3 separate regions of the Ovis aries genome follow, and regions 1 and 3 are each linked to region 2. The links are chromatin contacts, called in public Hi-C maps. All regions are on one chromosome and are shown on one strand. The core of a region is the stretch at or near the end of the contact, and the rest is flanking DNA. Distances in the headings are between cores, read along the strand shown.

Evidence for each region. A called contact is a pair of places that touch in the nucleus more often than the background predicts.
Region 1: a contact with region 2 is called in a Hi-C map of hypothalamus, with 4 times the contacts expected there. The contact joins the promoter of SIN3A here to the promoter of IMP3 in region 2. A contact is called at or near these places in 8 of 16 Hi-C or Micro-C datasets (blood, hypothalamus, liver and 3 more).
Region 3: a contact with region 2 is called in a Hi-C map of tail adipose tissue, with 5 times the contacts expected there. The contact joins the promoter of MAN2C1 here to the promoter of IMP3 in region 2. A contact is called at or near these places in 9 of 16 Hi-C or Micro-C datasets (blood, hypothalamus, liver and 4 more).

The regions. Positions count from the first base shown.
Region 1 is chr18:31,037,768-31,041,084 of ARS-UI_Ramb_v3.0, forward strand. SIN3A (SIN3 transcription regulator family member A) reads left to right here and starts at 1,487. Exons shown (of 21, transcript XM_060401414.1): 1 at 1,487-1,826. It overlaps LOC121817102 (a long non-coding RNA gene), which reads right to left. Exons shown (of 2, transcript XR_006056854.2): 2 at 1-250.
Region 2 is chr18:30,906,103-30,909,760 of ARS-UI_Ramb_v3.0, forward strand. It overlaps IMP3 (IMP U3 small nucleolar ribonucleoprotein 3), which reads left to right and starts at 2,396. Exons shown (of 1, transcript XM_042235209.1): 1 at 2,396-3,526. The coding sequence starts at 2,430. The coding sequence ends at 2,984. The region is part of intron 1 of SNUPN (snurportin 1); the gene reads left to right.
Region 3 is chr18:31,105,586-31,108,927 of ARS-UI_Ramb_v3.0, forward strand. MAN2C1 (mannosidase alpha class 2C member 1) reads left to right here and starts at 1,683. Exons shown (of 25, transcript XM_042235211.2): 1 at 1,683-1,837; 2 at 2,092-2,217; 3 at 2,859-2,982. The coding sequence starts at 1,734.

The DNA.
Region 1 (3,317 bases), core at 237-2,736, 130 kb after region 2:
ACCCATTGCCAGTGCCCTAGTCAAATCTTCCTTACATCTCACCTGAATTGTTGGGATAGCCTAACTGGCAGCAGGCTGCCCTATTCTGCCACAGGATTTAAAGGCCCTTCGCATTCTGACACCTCACCTTATCCACACTAGCTTCCTTTCCTGAATATCTCAACTGGTCTTTCTTGCTCATTCACTGTGTAACCTGGCCCCAGGGTCAGCTCTGTTGAGCACAGACATGTGGCATAGCCTCACCATCCCCCTGCAAAAAAAAAAAAAAAAAAAATTACAAATGATCCAGGGAAGCATCTGAGTCCGAATTTTGACTTTAGGGCTGCTGAAAGTAGGAAGGGTTTCTGGATTGGGGGACCAGGAGAGACAAGAAACATCTTGGCTCCCTCCACCTACCCCTCCCACCAGAAGATGTACCTCTGTAGTCTTCAAACCAGTCATTACAAGCCTTTCTGCCTCCCCTTGCCACTTGCAGTCACCCTTCTTTCAGCCCACCCTCAGAATTCATCCAGCTGCTGGGATGTTGAGCATCTTAAATGGTAGTTCTGGGCCTGTGGTCCTGTGACCCAGCATGCTGCTTGTACATTCTGCTATACAAGTCTAAGTATTTTAACAAGGTAGAAAAGTCTTTGCTCTCTGACTCCATCTTTCCAACTCTGGTTTTCGTTACTATAGCCACACTTGAAGAAGCTTTTAATACTGCTTTGCATTTATCATTTTGTGTGCTTTGCTGAAAATGAGTTAATTGCCCCTCCGTTTCTGCGTGAGTGCCACCTCCTCCATGAAGTCTTCACCCAGTTTTCCTCAGCTAGAAGACTCTCCCTGCTCTGAGCCTCTGGAGGTGTCTCTATATACATTTCCAAATTGCCTTAGCTCTTTCTGTATCCTCTCTTCAGCTAGGTCTGAAGCCCTAAGAGGACACAGAGTGAGCATCTCATTCAGTTTCTGTAATGGCAAAAAGCAGCAGGTGCGGTGTGAATGTGTCTGCCTCACCCCTGTAGGTGCTCAGGCAAGTGCCTGTTACCCCGAAGGCAGGACTTCCCGCTTACACCGCTCAGTTTTTAGGCAGGCGCCGGACACGGTTAGGTTACACAGCCAGGGGAGTCGGGACATTCCAGTCAGTCGCTAGGGTATCCTCACCCGCTCTCTCTGCCCAGTTCCAAATGGGGTGTGTGTAAGAAGGATATGGGGGCCGGGTAGCCTCAATAGCTCCTCCTCCAGGTTCACCCAGCGAATCTCCGAGTCCCAGGAGGTCTCCTTCCAGTCCAAGGGCCTCAAGTAACTCCAAGCGGCGGTGCGGTAGAGATGGGGCCCTCTGCCATGGTTGCACCTCCCACTCACAGCTAGTTTAATTAATTTATTTCTATTTTTTGGAGGGAGGGGGCGTTCAATGAAGGGGAAGAGGTGGAGCAAGGGGAGGAGGCGGGCCCAGGATGACTGACGCGAGCACCAGGGAGCCAATGGCCCGTGGGGGGCGTTCCCCCCCATTCAGGACTCCTCGCCTGGCTCGGAAGGTATGTTAAACAGCTGCTTTTAATTTGGTCTCCCCAATCTCGGGCGTTTGGGGGGCTTGTTTGCCGGCCGGTCCCTTTGACCAGTCAGCCATGGTGCAGGCGCCGCGGGCCCTGGGACGGAGCTAGGGGAGGCTTGGAGTCCGGCGGCCGAGGGAGGCGAGGGGCAGGCCAGGAAGGAGAGCTCTTGGCGCCGCCCGCTCGCCAGTGTGTTTCCAAGCCGGGCCAGATCCGCGGGGAGGGGGTCGGCCCGACCCGGGGTCTCCAGTGTGCCGGCCGTGCTGCCTAGTTTATTTCACCGAGCGGTCGGTTTCGGTAGGTTTCGGCGGCGGGCTGGGTAAGGGGCCGGCAGGAGGAGATCCCTCGCCCTGCTGGAATGCCTTTAAAAATTATTGTAAAGAAGAAAAAAGGGGAGATTCCGTACACCGACTGGAACCGGGCCCGAGATGCGGCGCGCGGGCTCGGCAGGGGGCGGCGGCCTGAGCTCAGCCGGCCGGGCCCACCAAACCGCCCGGAGTTGGTCGAGAGCTGGAGTTAGCGAGCGAGCCCAGGCCCGCAGCTTTCCCCGCTAACCACGCTGGGCGAGGGCGGCAGCCGCCCAAGGGTTTTGTTTCTGTCCGCAAACTTGTCGGAGGGGGCGGTGGGCGCGCTCAGAAGAGGCGCGGGCTCCTTGGGCCCGCGGTTGTTATGGACTCTGGGGGCGGGGGCAACGCCGGACTTGCGGGAGGGGCGGTCGGGGGCGGGGGAGGCCACCGGAAAGAGCCCCAGCGCCTCGGCAGTAGACCCATGCGCCGGTCTGAGCTCTCCGAACTCCCGGGCCGTGGCAGGAGAGCTAGCGTTCGGCGCCGGAACCCGGCCCGGGGGTGTGGAAAACCTCCAGGAACTCGGCGGCTTCGACCCGCAGCCCCAGCTGATCCCTTTGCAAACATGGAGCTGCCTCCTTCCCCGCCCACCCCAAGGCGGCGACGGCGGCTCCTTTCCCCTCCCCCTGCCGTGCTGCTCGCCCGCGGAAGGGGCGGGGGCGGGGGCACCGGCGAGTGAGCGCGCCCACGAGGGGGTAGCCTGAAAGGGGCAGTGAAGGTCGGAAACTGGGCAAACAGTCTCCACGCTCGAAATCGGGAAAAGGAAATGCATCAGCGGGCGGGAGGGGCGCGGGAGGCGCGCCTGTCAGTCGGGATGGCGGCCGCGGGCTGGGGGGCGGGGCGCCGGCGCGAACCGCGGAGGTCGGGCGGGGCGACGCCAGGAGAGGAGGCGCAGGGGCCCGGCCCTTGGAGCGCCAGACTACCCCAGCTTCCACTCCTTGGCCTAGCCTGTTTACTATACTCCGGCGACGGCTTGTGCAACCGGCCTGGAGGCGAGCTGAGGGGCGGGGCCTTCCCTCCTCTCTTCCACCCGTCTCGGGCTTCTTCAGAGTGCCCGCCTTCTCTTGTTTTCCACTGGCTGGGCGAGGCTCCCTTTTTTCCTGCTCGGTTGTTGATTGGATGACATTCTTCCCAGCTCCGCCTATCGGAGGCCGGGCTGGAGTTTAAGTTGCTAGGATTTTTTTCCGTGAAGGGCGGAGGGAGGATTCCTGCGGCTTACGTGAGGCGCAAGGGTCCGCCCCTACTTCTGATTGGTGAGGTGGATAGTCCCGCCCCCTACGGGGGAGCGAGCTTGGAGAGGGAAGTCCACCCCTGTTCCCCGCCCCCTACCCTAGCGTGTGTGCGCGCTCAGCACATGTGTAAGGCGCGCCTTGCTCCTTCGAACAGTCCTCCCGCCCGGAAGTCCCGGGCTTGGAGCTCTTGGCAAGGGGGGCAGGGAGAGCCG
Region 2 (3,658 bases), core at 1,146-3,645:
GTCACTATTCTACCTACCCCACAAACCAATAGAAAAATACACAAAGAGGCATTCCACAGAGGAAGAAACATATATGAAACCTTTATTCATCAGGAAATGTAAATTAAAATCACAGTAAAATACCATCACACACTCATCAGATTCACAAATATTTAAAAAGTCTACCAACCAAGCACTGTCAAGAATGAGGAGCAAAGGGAACTCTCACGTAGTGACAAAGGAAAATAAATTGGTACAGCCCCTTTGGAAACCAATTTGACAACAGCTAGTAAAGCTGAGCATGCACTTTACATGTTCACGCATCCGCTGCTGCTGCTGCTACTGCTGCTAAGTCGTTTCAGTCGTGTCCGACTCTTAGCAACCCCATGGACTGTGGCCTACCAGGCTCCTCCGCCCATGGGATGTTCCAGGCAAGAGTGCTGGAGAAGGGTGCCATCACCTCCTCCGCACGCATCCTTTACAACTCAGTAATTTAAGATGTATACTAGAAGCTACTGCATAGGTGAAACAGGAAACCTACAGGAATGTAGCACTGCTAAAAAATAGTCACTCCAAAAAAAAAAAAACCCAACAGGAGATGGATTAATAAATTGGACAGAACCAAACAATGGTTTTTCTAGTAGTCATATATGGATGTGAGAGTTGGACCATAAAGAAGGCTGAGCGCTGAAGAATTGATGCTTTCAAACTGTGACGCTAGAGAAGACTCTTGAGAGTCCCTTGGAGTGCAAGGAGATCAAACCAGTCAATTCTAAAGGAAATCAACCCTGAATATTAATTGGAAGGACTGATGCTGAAGCTCCAATACTTTGGCCACCTTATTCGAAGAGCCAACTCATTGGGAAAGACGCTGATGCTAGGAAGGCAGGAGGAGAAGAGAACAATAGAGTATGAGATGATTGGATGGCATCATCAACTCAATGGACATGAGTTTAGGCAAACTCAAGGAGATAGTGAAGGACAGGGAAGCCTGCCATCTGTGGTGCTGCAAAGAGTCGGACACAACTGAGCAAGTGAATAACAACAAAACAATGGAATATAATGCAGCAGTTTTTTAAAAGCAACTGCAGCTATATATTAAAAAATTCCATATGTGATATCATCTAAGCAACACTTCTCAAATATCATGCACGCAAATTAGCTGGGGATCTGGTTAAATGAAGATTCTGATCCTGTAAGTCCGGAATGGGGTCTGAAATTCTGCATTTTCAACAGCTCTCTGCTGTTCCATGGGCTATGCTTCAAGTAAGAAAATTCTCAGTATACTTAGGGATGCATAAAATGATAAAACTGTTTTCTTTTTAAACAAAAGGCAAAGATAAACACTAAATTCAGGAGAGCAGATATTTTTACCTCTGACTGGGAGAGTGGTTGAATAGGTCCTGGTGATGCTTTCTTAAACTGGCTGTTGGGTCCACAAATATTCTTGTATCTCACATATGTTACATATAGTATCGCCCATATTAAATATTGTATCTTTAAAAAACAATGAAAAGCGTACAAAAATAAAATTACAGGCAAAGAAGCTAGGTGGCGTCAAAGTCTTGGGTAAATAAAGAAGTTAGTCCTGTTAGCGCTACACTAAACTGAAACAGATACAATTTGCAGAAAAAGTGTTGTCCGTTCACTAAATACTCCAGAAATCCAACCTGTCAGGCTAATTCTTTTCAGCCCAGATTAAAGAGGCAGGATTTGTACTATCCAAGTTTTTCAAATTTACTGGATTTTATGAATCACCTGACATTCTTGTTAACAATACAGATTTTCAAGTGACTCCTGGGTAGATCCTGATTCTGGGCGTGCAGAGGTAGCCTGGGAAGCAGTACTGATAGGTTCAGTGGCTTCAAGCCCTAATTGGTAGGGTGAAAAAGCTCCGCCCGCCTCGTTAATAGACTTGCGGCTAGTAGGCCGTGGGGATATCCGATCAGCTCCAGTCAGCTCTGAGAAGCCCCAACACGGTGGGAGGACAGCCCCTCCCCACCCCAACCCCCGCCAAGGTCAGTTAGCACAGTATATCCATATTAGCGCGGCGGTCACCCCTCTTTCCCGGAACTATCCTCTTTAGCTCTTCTGGAAGAGGCTCTCCAGAGAGGCCCTGAATGACAGAAACCTAAACGAGAGGAAATAATTACGGCACTAGGTAACTTAAAACAGCGCAGAGTCGCCTAGGAAGCCTCCCCTCCCATCCCAGGCCTCTCCAGGCGTTTCTTCCCTCCGCCTCCCTCAGAGAACGCGGAGAAGAAACGCGAGATACGAACACGGGGCGTGGCCTCACCCTGACCAATGGAAATGGGAGGCCTGGCCCTGAGTCTTCCTTTCATTGGCGCAGGGTCCCAAAGACGGCCGGGTCTAGCAGCACTGAAGCGGAAGTCGCGCTGCAGCCGGAATGCGCGCTGAACCTCCGGTCCGGCAACGTTTGAGCCGCCATCATGGTGCGGAAGCTTAAGTTTCACGAGCAGAAGCTGCTCAAGCAGGTGGACTTCCTGAACTGGGAGGTCACAGATCACAACCTGCATGAGCTACGCGTGTTGCGGCGTTATCGGCTGCAGCGGCGCGAGGACTATACGCGCTACAACCAGCTGAGCCGTGCTGTGCGCGAGTTGGCCCGGCGTCTGCGCGATCTGCCGGAGCGCGACCCGTTTCGCGTGCGCTCCTCGGCCGCGCTGCTGGATAAGCTGTATGCTCTCGGCCTAGTGCCCACGCGGGGATCGCTGGAGCTCTGCGATTTCGTCACGGCCTCGTCCTTTTGCCGCCGCCGCCTGCCCACTGTGCTGCTTAAGCTGCGCATGGCGCAGCACCTCCAGGCCGCCGTGGCATTCGTGGAGCAGGGCCACGTGCGCGTGGGCCCCGACGTGGTCACCGACCCCGCCTTCCTTGTCACGCGAAGCATGGAGGACTTTGTCACCTGGGTTGACTCGTCCAAGATCAAGCGGCACGTGCTGGAGTACAATGAGGAGCGTGACGACTTCGATTTGGACGCCTAGCGGACTCCCCTCGCCAGGACTGCATGGGGAAGCTGAGACACAAGCCTGAGAGTCTGTGAAGGCGCATCTCCCCAAGAGTGTATCAGCCAGTCGTCGGTTCTTAAGAACTTGCCTCCTCAGCTACAGGACACGCATGGAGCCAAAGGGTACGCCCTTTTCCACGAAATTTTCTTAGCTTTCGGACAATTGGTAATTCAGTGACTGCCATAAGAAACAATGGGAAGCGGTTTTGTACTGCACTGGGGACTTGTTTTGTTCTTGTACCTGAAATATTGCGGTGTGAATGCAAGGACTTGGGATTGGGGAGGACCTATCCCCGCCCCCAGCTTTCGTTTCATTTTCTTGTAACAGGACAGTGTGGTTTAATTTATTTAACTCGAATCCTTGCTCTTGTTCGTGATTAAACTGTGTACAGATGTCGTAGAGGTTGGTCTCAAGTTTTCATAAAATAGATGAGATTTTAGTGTTCAGAGTTCTTTCTCTTGTTTAAAGAAATGCTCTCCTGATGCCAATAAATGGCCTAACTGCTTTTTAAGTGCAAATTTTTGTCTGGGTTTGTCACGTAGGGTCGCATGTATAGGTCTCTCTGAATTCAGGAACCCACAGAAGAATAGTGACGGCAGCGAGCTGCTTGTGGGTGAGACCTGCCCTGGGTTCCACGTGTGGAGGTTGCA
Region 3 (3,342 bases), core at 433-2,932, 200 kb after region 2:
TGTGGTATAAATGGGGTGAGGAGGGAGAAGGCTTGATACATTAGCAACTGCAAATGGAATATATACGTATATATATATTTTTAATTACATAGATTTAAAGCAGCAGATATTTAAACATGAGTGATTAGGATTTTTGTATGTGGGCAGCCTGGCTTTTCTGAACAAACACCAACTGAGCCCCTCCCAGGACTTTGGTGAATTTTTCTCCAGCAACCATTACTGTAGTCAAAGTAAACAACAGTGTTCCTGTGTGGTTTTGTTTGCTTTTTAATTAAAAATCCCTAATATCACCACCACAAAACCACATTTTTTTTTTTGCTCTGGACTTTCCTTATGAATGGTAAGCTTATCTGATTTTTAGACTTTTTTGTTGGGGGCAGTGGAGGAATGGGCAACTATAGGAGACTCAGCTCACATGTGTGAGGTGGCAGGAAAGGCTTGTGGGAGATTCTGGTGAAGCTGCAGCACTGCCTCACTTGGAAGGTGGAGTGATACTGATGGGTTGGGTAGGATCTTCAGGTTTTCTGCCGGTAACTCAGCCCACCCCCATCTGCTTGCTTAAGAAAGATCGTGTTGACTTGGAGTTAATAGGGGGAACTGATTGAACCTGACCCAGGCAGCCCCAGCTATTGCTGTGTCTGCAGAGGGTTATGTCCAGAGCAGCTGCCTGCAGGTCAGGATAGGGTTTCAGGACCAATCCTACTAGTGCAACCAAAACGGAGCTTCACCTACAGCCAGGATTTACAAACAGCAGTTTTATGTCTCCTGCCTTCTGACATCTGAGCTCCAAGCTCAGCTCAGCCTGTCTTACAGCAGCAAGTTATATTTTAAGTCATGTTTGGTATTCTGTACTTAAGTCACCTTTCCCTATGATCTGCATTTGAAGTGTTGTAAACTTGGTCAGTATTTCTATTAAAATATCAGGGGTCGGTCATGTTGTGTATATACTTTTCTTCCTAATGATTTTATAGAGGAAGATTTCATCCCATTCCCAGGAGGGAGGTGGGGGAAAGCCGCCAATAAGCCACCAGAGTAACATGAGGGTGAAATTGGAGGTATTATGAAAATTCTGGTATTATGGCTTCTCTGAACTCATCAGTCCCTGTAGAGAAATGCATTATTCTGTTAGGCTCATGAATTCTATGTCTGATCTGCCATCTCAAAGTCTTAAGTTTCTGGCGATGGGCAGCAATTAGCCATATACATAAAATAGAACACGTAGTAGAGGAACCTGAGGTTACTGGGGTATAAAGCACTCTCTATTTAACACACGTCCGCCGAATGGCTTGAAAGCATCGGTCCCTGGCGCCACCTTATGCAGACACAAGGACCATAGGCAAGGAGGTTCCGCTTGTAGCTTCTGAGATTAGGTGACCTGCATCTGCAGCAACCGAAGCTCCCACCAGTCGTGCCTTCGGTCTGTCTCTGTACTAGGCTTTTCTCAGAATCAAAGCGTCAGACTTCCTATTTTACTTAAGGATTTGCCCAGTGGCGACCAGCTCGGACCGAGATAAGACTAAAGCCTCAGAAGCGCAGCTTTTAGCTTTTAGCTTTCAGCTCGCTGCTCAAACTTCGGAGCAGCGGGGCTTCACTGAGCCGCTGGTGTTCCATGGAAAGCTGCCCGGGCGTGGAAGGCGCCTTTGAGGCGCCGGAACCTTTGGTTCCAGGCCGTGGACCGCGCCGGCAGCGCCTGGGGCCTTCCGGGGAGAGGAGAGAGGAGCGAACGCGCGGCGATGGCGGCGGCGGCGCCGGCCCTGAAGCACTGGCGCACTACGCTGGAGCGAGTGGAGAAATTCGTGTCGCCGCTCTACTTTACCGATTGTAATCTCCGCGGCAGGTGTGGCCCCCTCGCCCAGGGCACCCGCCAGCCGCATCCACGAGTCTCTAGCCTCCCCTTCTGGGGGAAACCCAAGCTTCGGCCACATGGGCCGAGGGACAAAGTATCCGCCTCAGATAGTGCTGGGGCCCAGGAGGAGGGAGTGGGGAGAGACTGTGTCGTGGGGCAGCCCTCCCGGCGGTGGATGGAGGGAACGCGCATCCCCACCCGCCGGCGGGCCCACGAGCGCGCGCCCACCTGCCCCTCCCGCCCAGGCTCTTTGGAGACAGCTGCCCAGTGGCCGAGCTCTCCAGCTTCTTGACGCCCGAAAGACTTCCCTACCAGGAGGCAGTCCAGCAGGACTTCCGCCCCGCGCAGGTCGGCGACAGCTTCGGACCCACGTGGGTAACGCTCCAGAGAGAGGGCGGAGTTCCTGGGCCCCACCTCCCAGCTTGCTTGCCTCCCCTAAAAGTCTCCATTGTCGGCTCTCTGCCCTAGACAGTCACTTGGGGCAGAGCAGCACCCTCTGCTGGTTCCTCAAGCCTTCATGGAAGAATTTTCTCTTCCCCACTTCTCCCCACGGGCTTCCCTCCTGGTGGCTCAGTTGGTAAAGAATCCGTCCGCAGTGCGAGAGACTTGGGTTCGATCCCTGGGTTGGGAAGATCCCCTAGAGAAGGGAACGGCAACCCACTCCAGTATTCTTGCCTGGAGAATTCCACGGACAGAGGAGCCTGGCGGGCTACAGTCTATGGGGTCACAAAGAGTCGGACACGACTGAGCAACTTCCACTTCACTTCTCCCAGTTCGGTGACATCTCTTAGGAAGGGCCCTCTAGGACAGATCACAGACCCCTGATTCTCTGCCTCCTTCCCTCACCTTGCTGCACACCCCATTGCTTCTTTCTTGTAGATCAAAGCTGAATACCTTGTGGTACTGCAGATTCTGGCAGAAAGTCTCAAGCCCTTGATGACCTTAATCATAGGAAGTATGTTGAAAGGACAAGGCTTTGACCCCTAGGCTCATCTTAGTGGTTCTATTGCAGATGGTGGACCTGTTGGTTCCGTGTAGAGCTGACCATCCCAGAGGCATGGGTAGGTCAGGAAGTTCATCTTCGCTGGGAAAGTGATGGAGAAGGCCTGGTGTGGCGTGATGGGGAACCTGTCCAGGTGAGGAGCCCTGCCCTGGGTCGGGTATGGCCACATTTCAGCCCTGGTCTCTGGTGAAGCCACAGCTGAGTGGCTATGCCTGCAGGGTGGTATCAGGATTTCAGGACTGGATGAGTTTTTGCTTAGGCCCTTGTGTAATTGTTCCTTCTTATATTTAAGTGGATCACTTAAGGTCTCAACATAAGTAATGCGAAGCCAACTCTGCCACTGACTGGTCATCCTCCCAAACTGGAATGAAACTAGTTACTAATCAAATACAATAATATGTACAGCAGATGGACTTATTAAGCCTTTACTAGGTGCTAGGTGCCAGACTAGTGGCTTTGGAGACTATATCACTTTTTATTTTTAATTTTTAAT